Linked DNA regions of Capra hircus: region 2 is linked to region 1. Evidence: chromatin contacts called from public Hi-C data. All regions are on one chromosome and are shown on one strand. The core of a region is the stretch at or near the end of the contact, and the rest is flanking DNA. Distances in the headings are between cores, read along the strand shown.

Region 1 (6,040 bases), core at 1,757-4,256:
TTAAATTCACTTTGAGTGCAGGGATTTATTTATAGGCATGGATTTATAATTTGACTATCTCACATGCTCACGCATGACCATGCCCAATTTCTAAAGGCCTCTTTCACACAAGAAATTTATCATTATTCGTGGATGGGGGGAACATAATCCTACCTGTAAACATGGATTTAAAGAAGAAATCAAAATCATACAGTAAGTATAAGTTTCCCTTTTGATACTGTGTTTGGGGGTGAATGACAGCTTCTGCAAACCAAGACTCAGTCCTGATTATAAAGGATTTTTTAAATTACATTATTAAAAATAGGTATTTCTTCTTCTTTCACTTTATTTCCAAAGCCTCTTTCAAGTAAACTGTGAGGAGCCTGAGGACAGGTGACGATTACGTCACATGCTTTCTTTCATCCCAAGCGCTCACCGTGTCTGCATTTGCTCTGCAACCAGTTTCCACAAGCAGGAATCAGGAAGGACCTCCTTGTGCTTTTCCCTCGCCTTGAAATCCATGCAATGAGGTCGGCTTTTGCAACAAGGTGGGCTTTTGTCTGTCGGTGTGTAACATCAAATACTCTAATGAGACATTTGCAATGAAAATACTTAAACCAGATAGGCCACAATGAACCAGATTAGAAATTTGAACATGTCGCCACTTGCAGCGTAAAGGGATCTAAAAAGGCAAAGTCTTTTTTTCCCCTAAATTGAGTATTTCTATGGGGAGTATTCATTCGTAGCATATTTTTTTTTTAAGGACAAAAAAAAATAATGTCTGAAAACCATAACCCATCATCAAGCGGTTAGGATTACAAGACACATCCCTTGCCAAAACCCGCTTGTCATTCAGCACACATCTGCAGCTGGTGTGCTCACACAAACCAATCAGCAGGCTAAAAAAAAAAAATTGAAGATTCCACACATATGGGTCTAGAAATGTATGCCGATTACACAGCACTGTATCTACACACACCCCATCCAGCACTGACGTCAGGAGCCTTACCCTTTAAACACCTTTAACTATTCTGCAAAGAGTAAATGCATCATTTGCCACCACCTCCAACAGTTTCTTGTTTGTAATTTTTTTATTGGTCTCTTTGTGTGATAATGACCTACACATGGACAGGGTCCAAACCATCTGGAAGATGTCTGATTCCAGGCTGAAAAGCAGTTCTCAACAAAACTGGTCTTCTGAAGCTACCACAAAGCACCAGGAAAGGGGCGTTCTTCGCGGCCATCCCCCAGCCCAGGCCAGCGCAGCGCCCCGCGCCTTCCAGCTGCGGTACTGTTCCACGCAGTCCTCTGATGGCCCAAACCACCACCTCGTTTGGGCCCAGAGCAGGGCAAATGGATTTTCACAGGGTCCTGCCCTGTGACATAAAATTATCCAGGTTTCATAGCCCAAGGAGAGGCTGTTCCCCCAGCACCTCCCACTGCCACCGTGCCCCCAGTTGGGAACTCCCGGGGTTCTGGGAACCGCATACCTCAGGTAGCTCACAGGTGTGATCCCCAATGAGGGCGGGGGAGCCTGAACTTCTGGCCCTGCTGGAGTAGGAGGAAATTGCTTTTGTCTCGGATATCTGAGCCTTCCAACCTGGGCCAGCAGGGCGGACGGTGGGACCTGCACGTCCACTCCCCAGCCGGGTCCCCCACCCCCTGAGTAGCTCCGGCTTTCAGACAAAAGGACCCCTGAGCTGCGGGTGGGGAGGGGGCAGGTCGAGCGCAGGCTGGCCAGCTTGCCTACATACCCAGGTTAAGTCACCAGTCCTGCATGTGGGTGCAGAGACTCCGCTTTAAAAATTCGAAGCGTCGCTTTGGTTCGCTGTCTTTGTTCGCGGGCGCGCGGGCCACACAGCCTTTCATTCATTCATTCCGGACTCGCTCGCTCCCCGCGCCTAGCTCCGTAACGTCGCCGCCCGGAGCATTACCGCTTCTTCTTCTGCTTGAGGGACTTCCTGCGTTTCAGGATCATCTCGTACAGCTTGTCCATGCCCTCGGTGAGACCCTCGCCGATGATGGCGCACGCCGGCTGGACGTGGTAGGTGGTGGCCGGGATGAGCTCGTGCAGCGCCAGCTGCTTCTCGATCTCCGCCACGGGCAGCGACTTGGGCAGGTCCTGCTTGTTGGCGATGACCAGCAGCGGCGTGCCCTGGTTCTCGGCGAACTTGGTCACTTTGTGTAGCTCTGTCTTGGCCTCCTCCAGCCGGTCCACGTCCACCGAGTCCACCACGTAGATGATGCCGTCCGTGCAGCGGCTGTAGGACTTCCACAGCGGCCGAAGCTTCTCCTGGCCGCCCACGTCCCAGAAGTGGCAGCTGATGCCCTTGGCCGTGCCGTTGCTCAGCTTGATCTTCTCCGTGTTGAAGCCGATGGTGGGCACGGTGTTCACGAACTCGTTGAACTTGAGCCGGTAGAGCACCGTGGTCTTGCCGGCCGAGTCCAAGCCCAGCATGACGATGTGCAGCGACTGGAAGGCCGAGATGTTGGAGGAGATGTTGCCCATGGCTCCTCGCTGCGGCGCCGGCCACTGCGGCTGCGGCGGGAGGGCGCCGCCCCCCGCCCTCCCGAGCAGTTACGGGCCCGACGCGGGCAGGCGCACCTGGGCCCCGCCTGCCGCCCTCAGCCGCCGGCACCGGCCTGGGCTTGGAGTACCCGGGGCGCACGGCTCGGCGCGCTCAGACACCGCGGCCCCCGCGCCCGCGCCGGCTGGGCATCGCGTCTCTCTCGATGGGCTTTGTCTCCCGCGAAGTCTCCTCCGCTGCGGCGCCGCGGGCTGCTCGCGCCCGTCGCCCTCCCCCGCCGGCCCAGGCTCTCTGCTGCTTCCTCGGGCCGCGCCCCCGCGCTCCAGCCGCTGCCCTGGCTCTCCGCGGCTGCGGGTTCCGGGCTCCGAGCGCCGAGGGCTCGCCTCTGCCTGGGCGGCGCCGCCGCGGGGCCAATCCCACTCCCAGGGCGAGCCTCGGAGGCGCAGGCGGGGCGTGGGCTTCCCCGGGCTTCGCTGCCTGCGCGGTGGCCTGGCTGTCCCCGCAGTCCCCGCGCCGCCACCGCCGCCGCCGGCAGCCTGCTGCGGCAGGAGGGCGCCGGGCCCCGCCCCTGGGAGGCCCCGCCCCTCATCCCGCCCCTATGGCCCCGCCCCTTCGTGGTGCCCTCGTACCGACGGCCCCGCCCCTCGCCCGCCCCGCCCCCCGCGCCCCGCCCCAGGTCGGGCGTGGACCTCCCAGCCTGGCGGGCCGCTTTCGCGCCTTTCAGTGCTTTCGAAATCGCCCTGGTCGTCTCCTCCCGCGCCGCACCCAGATAATGGGTTCCCGAGCTGCCGGCTCTTCCCGCCTCGGCCCTGTGACGCATCTTGTAAAAATAGCTCCCGGAACTCCACGCCTAGCCAGCCCCAGGCCGGACCGACTGCCCGGCGGGACTGCAGCGTGGGAGGCGCAGCCGGCCTCCAGGAGCGAGGGCCGGGGATCCAGAGTCCAGGGCAAGGCGGGCCGGGGCAGCCCTGCCCGAGGGACTGGGGACCATCCAAGGGGGAAGTGGGGTCAGAGTGCCCCCTCTGGGGAGAGAGGGCTGTAGATCAGGCCCCCGACCCCCATACTCCCCCACCCAGTAGAGGGGAAAGGAGGGCGTGGGCCGCAGGGAGCCAGCCCGGGCACGTGGCCTTTGCGGTGCCCAGGACACTGATCCTCCCTGGTACCCTGGCTCACTTCCCGGCCAGAACTCCGTGGGGGTGGGGTGGGGTCTCCACGGGATCCCCGCTGCCCTGGGGCCCAGACCTGCGCCCATATCGCCCCGGAGGCCTGGCTTCATTTAAGGAGACTTGTCTGTCCCCAGATAGCTCCGACGACTCACCAGCCCCAGACAGCTCCTTTGCTACCTTGTTTTTGTTCCAGCGTCTGCGCGGACATCCCAGGTCAAGTGTGAGCATCTCAGGAGAGCACCCTCTACCACCCATGGTACTTAGAGAACTGAGAACCACCTGCCCACAGGTGAACCAGTCCTCCAGCGACTGGTGCTCCAGGAGCATTTAGGCCTGAAACAAAAATGTGTCAGCAGCTCGGAGTAGGTTACACCGTAGGTCACAGGCACCAGTGCCCAGTCCCTGGCTGGCTTCTCCCATCACTCCGATTCAGTGCTCTCATTCTAGTTGGTAAGCACATAACCAAGGCTTATCCTCTGCAGGTACAGAGGAAACTGAGTGGAGGAGTAGAAGCAGAGGCAGTATGGACAAGGGCTTCTTCCCAATGCCAGCTTATGAGGCAAGAAGAGGGAAATGGGGTCTGGGGGATGGAAACGTGTCTGATAACCATTGATGGCTGAAAACCAAATTATTGTAGAAAAGCTTTCCTTTACCACCTTCCTTTCACAAGCTGTGATAAAATAGGTGATTTTGTTTGTACTGAACCATATGAGAAGACTTCGTGTCGATGGCAGGACCAACCGTCCCTCCTGGGGACTCCTCTGGGGGCAGCAACCACTCAGACGGGGTCCAGGGCTGGAGAAGTCCTAGTGAATCATTCTGTCCAACGTGCCGGCCGAGGAAGCCAAGGCTCAGGCACTTGACCTGGCCAGGGTGGAACCTACCTGCAGACGGCCTTCTTGTATTCATGCCAGGAGCTGAGGGCTTGCTGCTCTCTCCTACTCCCCACATTTCCCACACACTAAGTTAACGGAGTGAAGTTGTAAGGAACCTGAAGTCAGTTGTGAAAGACAGAAATTCCACTCAAATTGCCAATATCCGTTGGATCATAGAAAAAGCATGAGAATTCCAGAAAAACATCTACTTCTGCTTCATTGACTACAAAGCCTTTGACTCTGTGGATCACAACAAACTGGAAAATTCTTAAAGGCATGCGAATACCAGACCACCTGACCTGTTTCCTGAGAAACCTGTATGCAGGACAAGAAGCAACAGTTAGAATGAGACATGGAACAACATACTGGTTCAAAATTGGGAAAGGAGTACGTGAAGGTTGTATATTGTCACCCTGCTTATTTGTCTTATGCAGAGTACATCATGTGGAATGCCAGACTGGATGAAGCACAAGCTGGAATCAAGATTGCCAGGAGAAATATAAATAACCTCAGATATGCAGATGACACCACCCTTATGGCAGAAAGCGAACAGGAACTAATGAGTCTCTTGATGAAAGTGAAAGAGGAGAGTGAAAAATCTGGCTTAAAATTCAACATTCAAAAAACAAAGATCATGGCATCCAGTTCCACCACTTCATGGCAAGTAGATGGGGAAACAATGGAAAGAGTAGTGGATTTTATTTTCTTGGGCTCCAAAATCACTGCAGCCATGAAATTAAAAGACGTTTGCTCCTTGAAAGAAAATCTATGGCAAATCTAGATAGTGCATTAAAAAACAGAGATATTACTTTGCCTACAATGGTCCATCTAGTCAAAGCTATGGTTTTTCCAACAGTCATATATGGATGTGAGAGAGGGACCATAAAGAAGGCTGAGCACTGAAGAATTTTATGCTTTCAAACTGTTGTGCTGGAGAGGACTCTTGAGATTCCCTTGGACTGCAAGGAGATCAAACCAGTCAATCTTAAAGGAAATCAACCCTGAATATTCATTGGAAGGTCTGATGCTGAAGCTGAAGCTCCAGTCTTTGGCCACTTGATGCAAAGAGCTGACTCACTGGAAAAGACCCTGATGCTGGAAAAGATTGAGGGCAGGAGGAAAAGGGTACAACAGAGGATGAGATTGTTGGATAGCATCACTGATTCAATGGACATGAGTTTGAGCAAACTCTGGCAGATGGTGAAGGACAGGGAAGCCTGGTGTGATGCAGTCCATGGGACTGCAAAGAGTCGAACACAACTGAGCGACTGAATAATAGATTCACTGATACAATAGAAAAGTTCATGATTACAGTGCTGTTCAGGCATGTCTGGAAGCCATGGATCTCAGAAGTCCTTAGATCAGTCTCTCTGTCTCTTGTTTTCCTCTGCATTGATCCATTTTTCCTGCTGGCAAGTCTGGGCTCACATCCTTGGTGTAGATCCTAGAAAGAAAAAGGTGGATCTCTTTCCCAGTATCTGGGACTAAAGCC
Region 2 (6,040 bases), core at 1,887-4,386, 60 kb before region 1:
TCCAGAGGTACAGTCTGTTTCACCATCCTTTGAAGCCAGGGGGCTTGTGACAATTTCAACCAAAAGAAGATTATGAAAGTGATGCTATGTGACTTCTGGGCCCAGGTCATAAAAGGTACAGCTGCTACCTATCTCTCTTGGGATGCCCATCCTTGGATCCCAGCCCTCAGACTGTGGAAAAGCTCACTCCAGCCCTGGGGAGAGACTCCAGGGGAAGGTACATAGAGAGGAACTGAAGTCCTCAGCCAACAGCCACCAAGACCCCCAGTGGGTGAATGAGTCCTCAGGGCATTCCAGCCTCCAGACTTTCAGTTTTGCAGCTGAGACCCCCAAAAGGCATGAAATAGAGCTAAACCATCTCTGTTCTAATCTGTCCTCGTTGCTGACCCATAGAACTCCTGAACACATTAGGTTATTGCTTTTTATCACTAAGGTCTGGGGTAACCTGTTTTGCAGACATATAACTAAGACACTGGTGTATAGTCAAGATGCAAAGAAATAGTGAATCTGAAAATAAAATGTGCTACCTAGTCACAGTGGTCCTTGTTCTCTTTATACTAATAAATCATGTTTTTTGAGATAAAAAATAATTGCTTCATTCTGTATCATCTGCCTCTTCTGCTGACACTAATGTGCTGCGTAAAAACTCATTTTTCACATTACCTAATTCTGAAAGGAGTGACTACACCAATGAAAGCCGACGACAGTGTTACTTCCTGAGCTGTGACCCAGATCCGAGCACCACTCATTCAGTTCACTGAAAACAAGCTTCCCTTCCTGAACGCCTTTGCTTCTCTTTGATAAATGCTCTATTGATGCAAAGAACCAACTCATCAGAAAAGATCCTGATGCTGGGAAAGACTGAAGGCAGGAGGAGAAGGGGAGAGCAGAGGAGGAGATGGTTGGATGGCATCATAAACTCAATGGAAGTGAGTTTGAGCAAGCTCCGGGAGATAGTGAAGGACAGAGAAGCCTGGCGTGCTGCAGTCCTTTGGGTTGAAAAGGAATCAGATATGACTTAGTGACTGAACAACTGCAAGCATTGAAAAAATATTTAAGTTGACTTTTAAAACAAACATTCAATTAATAGGTCAATCTTTGGTGAATCTATCAATAAAAAGGCTTCCCTAGTAGCTCAGCTGGTAAAGAATCTGCCTGCAATGCAGGAGACCCCGGTTTGATTCCTGGGTAGGGAAGATTCCCTGAAGAAGGGATAAGCTACCCATTCCAGTCTTCTTGGGCTTCCCTGGTGGCTCAGCTGATAAAGAATCTGCCTGCAATGAGGGAGACCTGAGTTCAATCCCTGGGTCGGGAAGATCCCCTGGAGAAGGGAAAGGCTACCCATTCCAGTGTCTGGCCTGGAGGATTCCATGGCCTGTATAGTCCATGGGGCTGCATGTGAAAGATGTATAATATGTGATTAAAACTTTTTTTTAAGGTGACGGCATTGAAACTTTTAGACTTTTAAATAAATAAAGATTTTTTTTTCCTTAGGATGTTAACAAAAGTGCTCAAGAAAAAGTAGAGGCTCCTCTGTCCATGGAATTCTCCAGGCAAGAATACTGGACTGGGTGGTGCCCACTCTAGGAGATCTTCCCAATCCAGAGATTGAACCCAGGTCTCCTGCATTGCAGGCAGATTCTTTACCATCTGAGCCAGGGAAGGGAAGTGATAGGAAACCTCAATAGATCACAGTCGTGTAAAAATGCAAAAGGTTAAAAAAGAATTATTGCCCCCAAAATTTCCTGGCCTCGAGTTCTTTCAGTAAGTTTCTTAAGCTTTCAAAGAGAATTTACAGCTATATAAACCCATCCAGGAGATGAAAAAGTACTAAAAGTTAGCTTTCATATATTGGATGAAATTTGCTTAATATAAGACCCAAACTTGATAAAGCTAGAATGAGAAAGGAAACTATATAGACTTTTCCATGTATAACTTTAAAAATTGCTGGAATATACATTAAATTACATCTTTTAAAAGATAACATTAAAATTAAATTGAATTCATATTAGAGGAGCAAGGATAATTTAATATTAGGAAATTATATATATGTATTATGTATACATTCAGTTCAGTTCAGTTCAGTCGCTCAGTCGTGTCTGACTCTTTGTGACCCCATGAATCACAGCATGCCAGGCCACCCTGTCCATTACCAACTCCCAGAGTTCACACAAACTCATATGCATACATTACATCTAATATATATAATATGTAATTATGTATATAGTATGCCTGGAGAATCCCAGGGACAGAGGAGCCTGGTGGGCTGCCGCCTATGGGGTCACACAGAGTCGGACACGACTGAAGTGACTTAGCAGTAGCAGTATGTATATATATATATATGGCATAGTAACTTTAATATAAAAACCAAACGCATATGCATAAATGCTAAAAAAGCATTGTTTTCCCCCTTTCCCATCATCATTATTTAAAATTGCCCTGGAAGTTCTAAACAAAAATACAATGATTAATAACTATCAGATTTAAAAACACAAAATAATCATTATTAGCCTATATATAATACTGTGCCCAGGAAACTTCACCAAGTCAAGTGAAAACCTTTTTGAATTTTGAATTAATAGAGACATGACCAATACAACATAAACTTTCAAAATAACAGTAGGTTGTATTATACCAGCAAAACAATTAGAAGACAGAATAACAGCTAGAGCAGGAATACCATTCTCAATAGCATATATATATATAATTAATAAAATAAAATTAATAAATTAATAAAATCAATAAAATTAATAAGATACATGTTGGAGAAATTTTTTAATATGCATTTTAATGAGACACAAAAAATAAAACCTGAATAAGTTAACTAGCCTGTCATGTTTCTGATGGGATACCAAATATAAAGACATAAATACAAGTTAACCTATGCATCTCACACAACCCAATCATAGTTTTAAAGCAATATTTTTAATCTTGGGTTTCCCTGGTAGGTCAGTGGTAAAGAATCTGTCTGCCGATACAGGAAACAGGGGTTCGATCCCTGATCCAGGAAGATCCCGCGTGCCAGAGAGCAGATAAGCCCATAAGTCCATGTGCCACCAACCCACTGAGGCCCAGGAGCCACAGCTACTGAGCCCATGTGCGGCGAGTACTGAGGCCTGAGCACCCTCGAGCCCACGCCTCACAAGAGAGGCCACCACAAGGAGAAGCCACTCTCCACAACCAGAGGGAAAGCCAGCGCAGCAACTGAGACCCGGCACAGCCAAACACAAACAAATAAAAAATAATTTTAAAATTTAACCTGGATAAAATCAGATTAACTTGTCTTTAAACACACACACACACACACACACACACACACACACACACACGAAAAAGTCGTCCAAATAGCTCTTTTAGAACAATGCAAAGAAATGCTACTCAATTCTAAATGTAATAAAAATGGAAAAAAATCATGTTTCTCACACAAAAGAAGGCAGGTCAACAGAACTAAAGACATAAACCTGAACTAGGCCAAATACATGTAAGGATTTTATCTGATTTAATAAAAAAAGAAAAAAAAAGGAAATCCACCAGAAATCAATGGGCAAAGACTAGATTATTCTATATAGAGAGTGTGAAAATTGAATTTTGGGGAAAAAAATTAATCCTCAATTCATACTATAAAAAAAAATAAATCCTAAATGTAATTTTGAAAGATGAAAACCACAGAAAACTAAAAATATGTTCTAGCTTAAATTTAAAAGTCCAAATACTTAATTAAACATTTACAACAAAAATTTTCTCTGCACCAGTAAGTGAAAGTAAGGAAATATTGGTAATAAATATGAAAGACAAGAGGTTAATATCACTAATTAATAAAGAATAAGTGTTAGCTGAATAAGAATAATACAATATACTCAATCAGTGGGCAAACAGCCTTGACGGCTACGTTGACAAGGCTTCTTGGATTCAGAAACTGCTGATGTGAAGATGACCTGGCCCACCCTTCTGCAGAGAAACCTAACAGTTGGTATCCAAAGCATTAAACAAAGTCATGCCTTTGGCTCCAGTAATTTCATCTTGGAATTGTATCCTAAGGAAAGCTGAAACAAGAACAGAGACTTATGTGCCCATGTTTCTGATCTCCACGTGATTTATAATGTGGAAACAGCAACCAAACTAAGCAGCCTTCCAAGGGAATATATAAGAGTGAGGCATCCAGTAGAAGGAATATTTTTTTTAAGTCACTGGATATTTTATCTGAAGAATTTTGGTAAAAATCCTCATGATACAATTTTAAGTAAAACAAGACACAGAACTTTGTATCAGTGGGATTATGGGAATGTGCGGAAATGGCCTGGTAGGCCAACAGGTGCTGGGCCTAAAGCGGTGGTAGGAACGTGTGCGTTTTTTCCTTCTCCTTTAGTTTCTACTTTCAAATTGTTCAAAACTATGTATGTGCATTTCAGTTCAGTTCAGTTGCTCAGTCATGTCCGACTCTTTGCGACCCCATGAATCACAGCATGCCAGGCCTCCCTGTCCATCACCAACTCCCAGAGTTCACTCAGACTCACGTCCATTGAGTCCGTGATGTCACCCAGCCATCTCATCTTCTGTCATCCCCTTCTCCTCCTGCTCCCAATCCCTCCCAGCATCAGGGTCTTTTCCAATGAGTCAGTTCTTTGCATAAAGTGGCCAAAGTACTGGAGTTTCAACTTCAGCATCAGTCCTTCCAAAGAACACCCAGGACTGGTCTACTTTAGAATGGACTGGTTGAATCTCCTTGCAGTCCAAGGGACTCTCAAGAGTCTTCTCCAACACCACAGTTCAAAAGCATCAATTCTTTGACGCTCAGCCTCCTTCACAGTCCAACTCTCACATCCAAACATGACCACTGGAAAAACCACAGCCTTAACTAGACGGGCCTTAGTCGGCAAAGTAATGTCTCTGCTTTTGAATATGCTATCTAGGTTGGTCATCACTTTCCTTCCAAGGAGTAAGCGTCTTTTAATTTCATGGCTGCAGTCACCATCTGCAGTGATTTTGGAGCCTCAAAATCCCCATTTATTTCCCATGAAGTAACGGGACCAGATGCCATGATCTTCGTTTTCTGAATGTTGAGCTTTAAGCCAACTTGTTCACTCTCCTCTTTCACTTTCATCAAGAGGCTTTTGAGTTCCTCTTCACTTTCTGCCATAAGGGTGGTGTCATCTGCGTATCTGAGGTTATTGATATTTCTCCCGGCAATCTTGATTCCAGCTTGTGCTTCTTCCATTCCAGCATTTCTCATGATGTACTCTGCATAGAAGTTAAATAAGCTGGGTGACAGTATACAGCCTTGACGTACTCCTTTTCCTATTTGGAACCAGTCTGTTGTTCCATGTCTAGTTCTAACTGTTGCTTCCTGACTTGCATATAGGTTTCTCAAGAGGCAGGTCAGGTGGCCTGGTATTCCCATCTCTTTCAGAATTTTCCACAGTTTATTGTGGTCCACACAGTCAAAGGCTTTTACATAGTCAATAAAGCAGAAATAGATGTTTTTCTGGAACTCTCTTGCTTTTCCCATGATCCAGTGGATATTGGCAATTTGATCTCTGGTTCCTCCGCCTTTTCTAAAACCAGCTTGAACATCTGGAAGTTCACGTTTCACATACTGCTGAAGCCTGGCTTGGAGAATTTTGAGCATTACTTTACTAGTGTGTGAGATGAGGATGATAGAAATATAAGCATGCTTGTCAGAAGCGAGCAAGACTCCATGGGGGTGCTGGGGAAAGAGATTATATTGACACATATATGTGGAATCTAGAAAAATGGTACAGATGAACCTGTTTTCAGGGAAAGAATAGAGACGCTGACATAAAGAATGGACGTGTGGACACAGCGGGGAAAAGAGAGGTGAACAAACTGGGAGATCAGGATGGACAGATAAACACTACCTTGTGTGAAATAGACAGCTGGTGGGAAGCTGCTGTACAGCACAGAGAACTCGGCTCGGTGCTCTGCAATCATCTAGAGGGAGGGGAGTGTGGGGTGGAAGGGAAGGAACATATGTATACACAGAGCTGATGCACTTCACTGTACAACAGAGACTAACATAGCA

Evidence for each region. Hi-C and Micro-C count contacts between places; a contact is called where the count stands out from the background.
Region 2: a contact with region 1 is called in a Hi-C map of blood, with 3 times the contacts expected there. The contact joins the enhancer-like site here to the promoter of ARL4C in region 1. A contact is called at or near these places in 2 of 5 Hi-C or Micro-C datasets (both in blood).

The regions. Positions count from the first base shown.
Region 1 is chr3:6,669,156-6,675,195 of ARS1.2, reverse strand. ARL4C (ADP-ribosylation factor-like protein 4C) reads right to left here and starts at 3,006. Exons shown (of 2, transcript XM_018040905.1): 1 at 1,734-3,006; 2 at 1-1,530. The coding sequence starts at 2,488. The coding sequence ends at 1,910.
Region 2 is chr3:6,729,272-6,735,311 of ARS1.2, reverse strand. No RefSeq gene overlaps it. Among named protein-coding and RNA genes, the nearest start is that of ARL4C, 60 kb to the right of the region's middle. Within about 2 kb of position 3,136, at least 1 of the 5 cell types and tissues checked has an H3K27ac peak or open chromatin away from gene starts, as enhancers often do.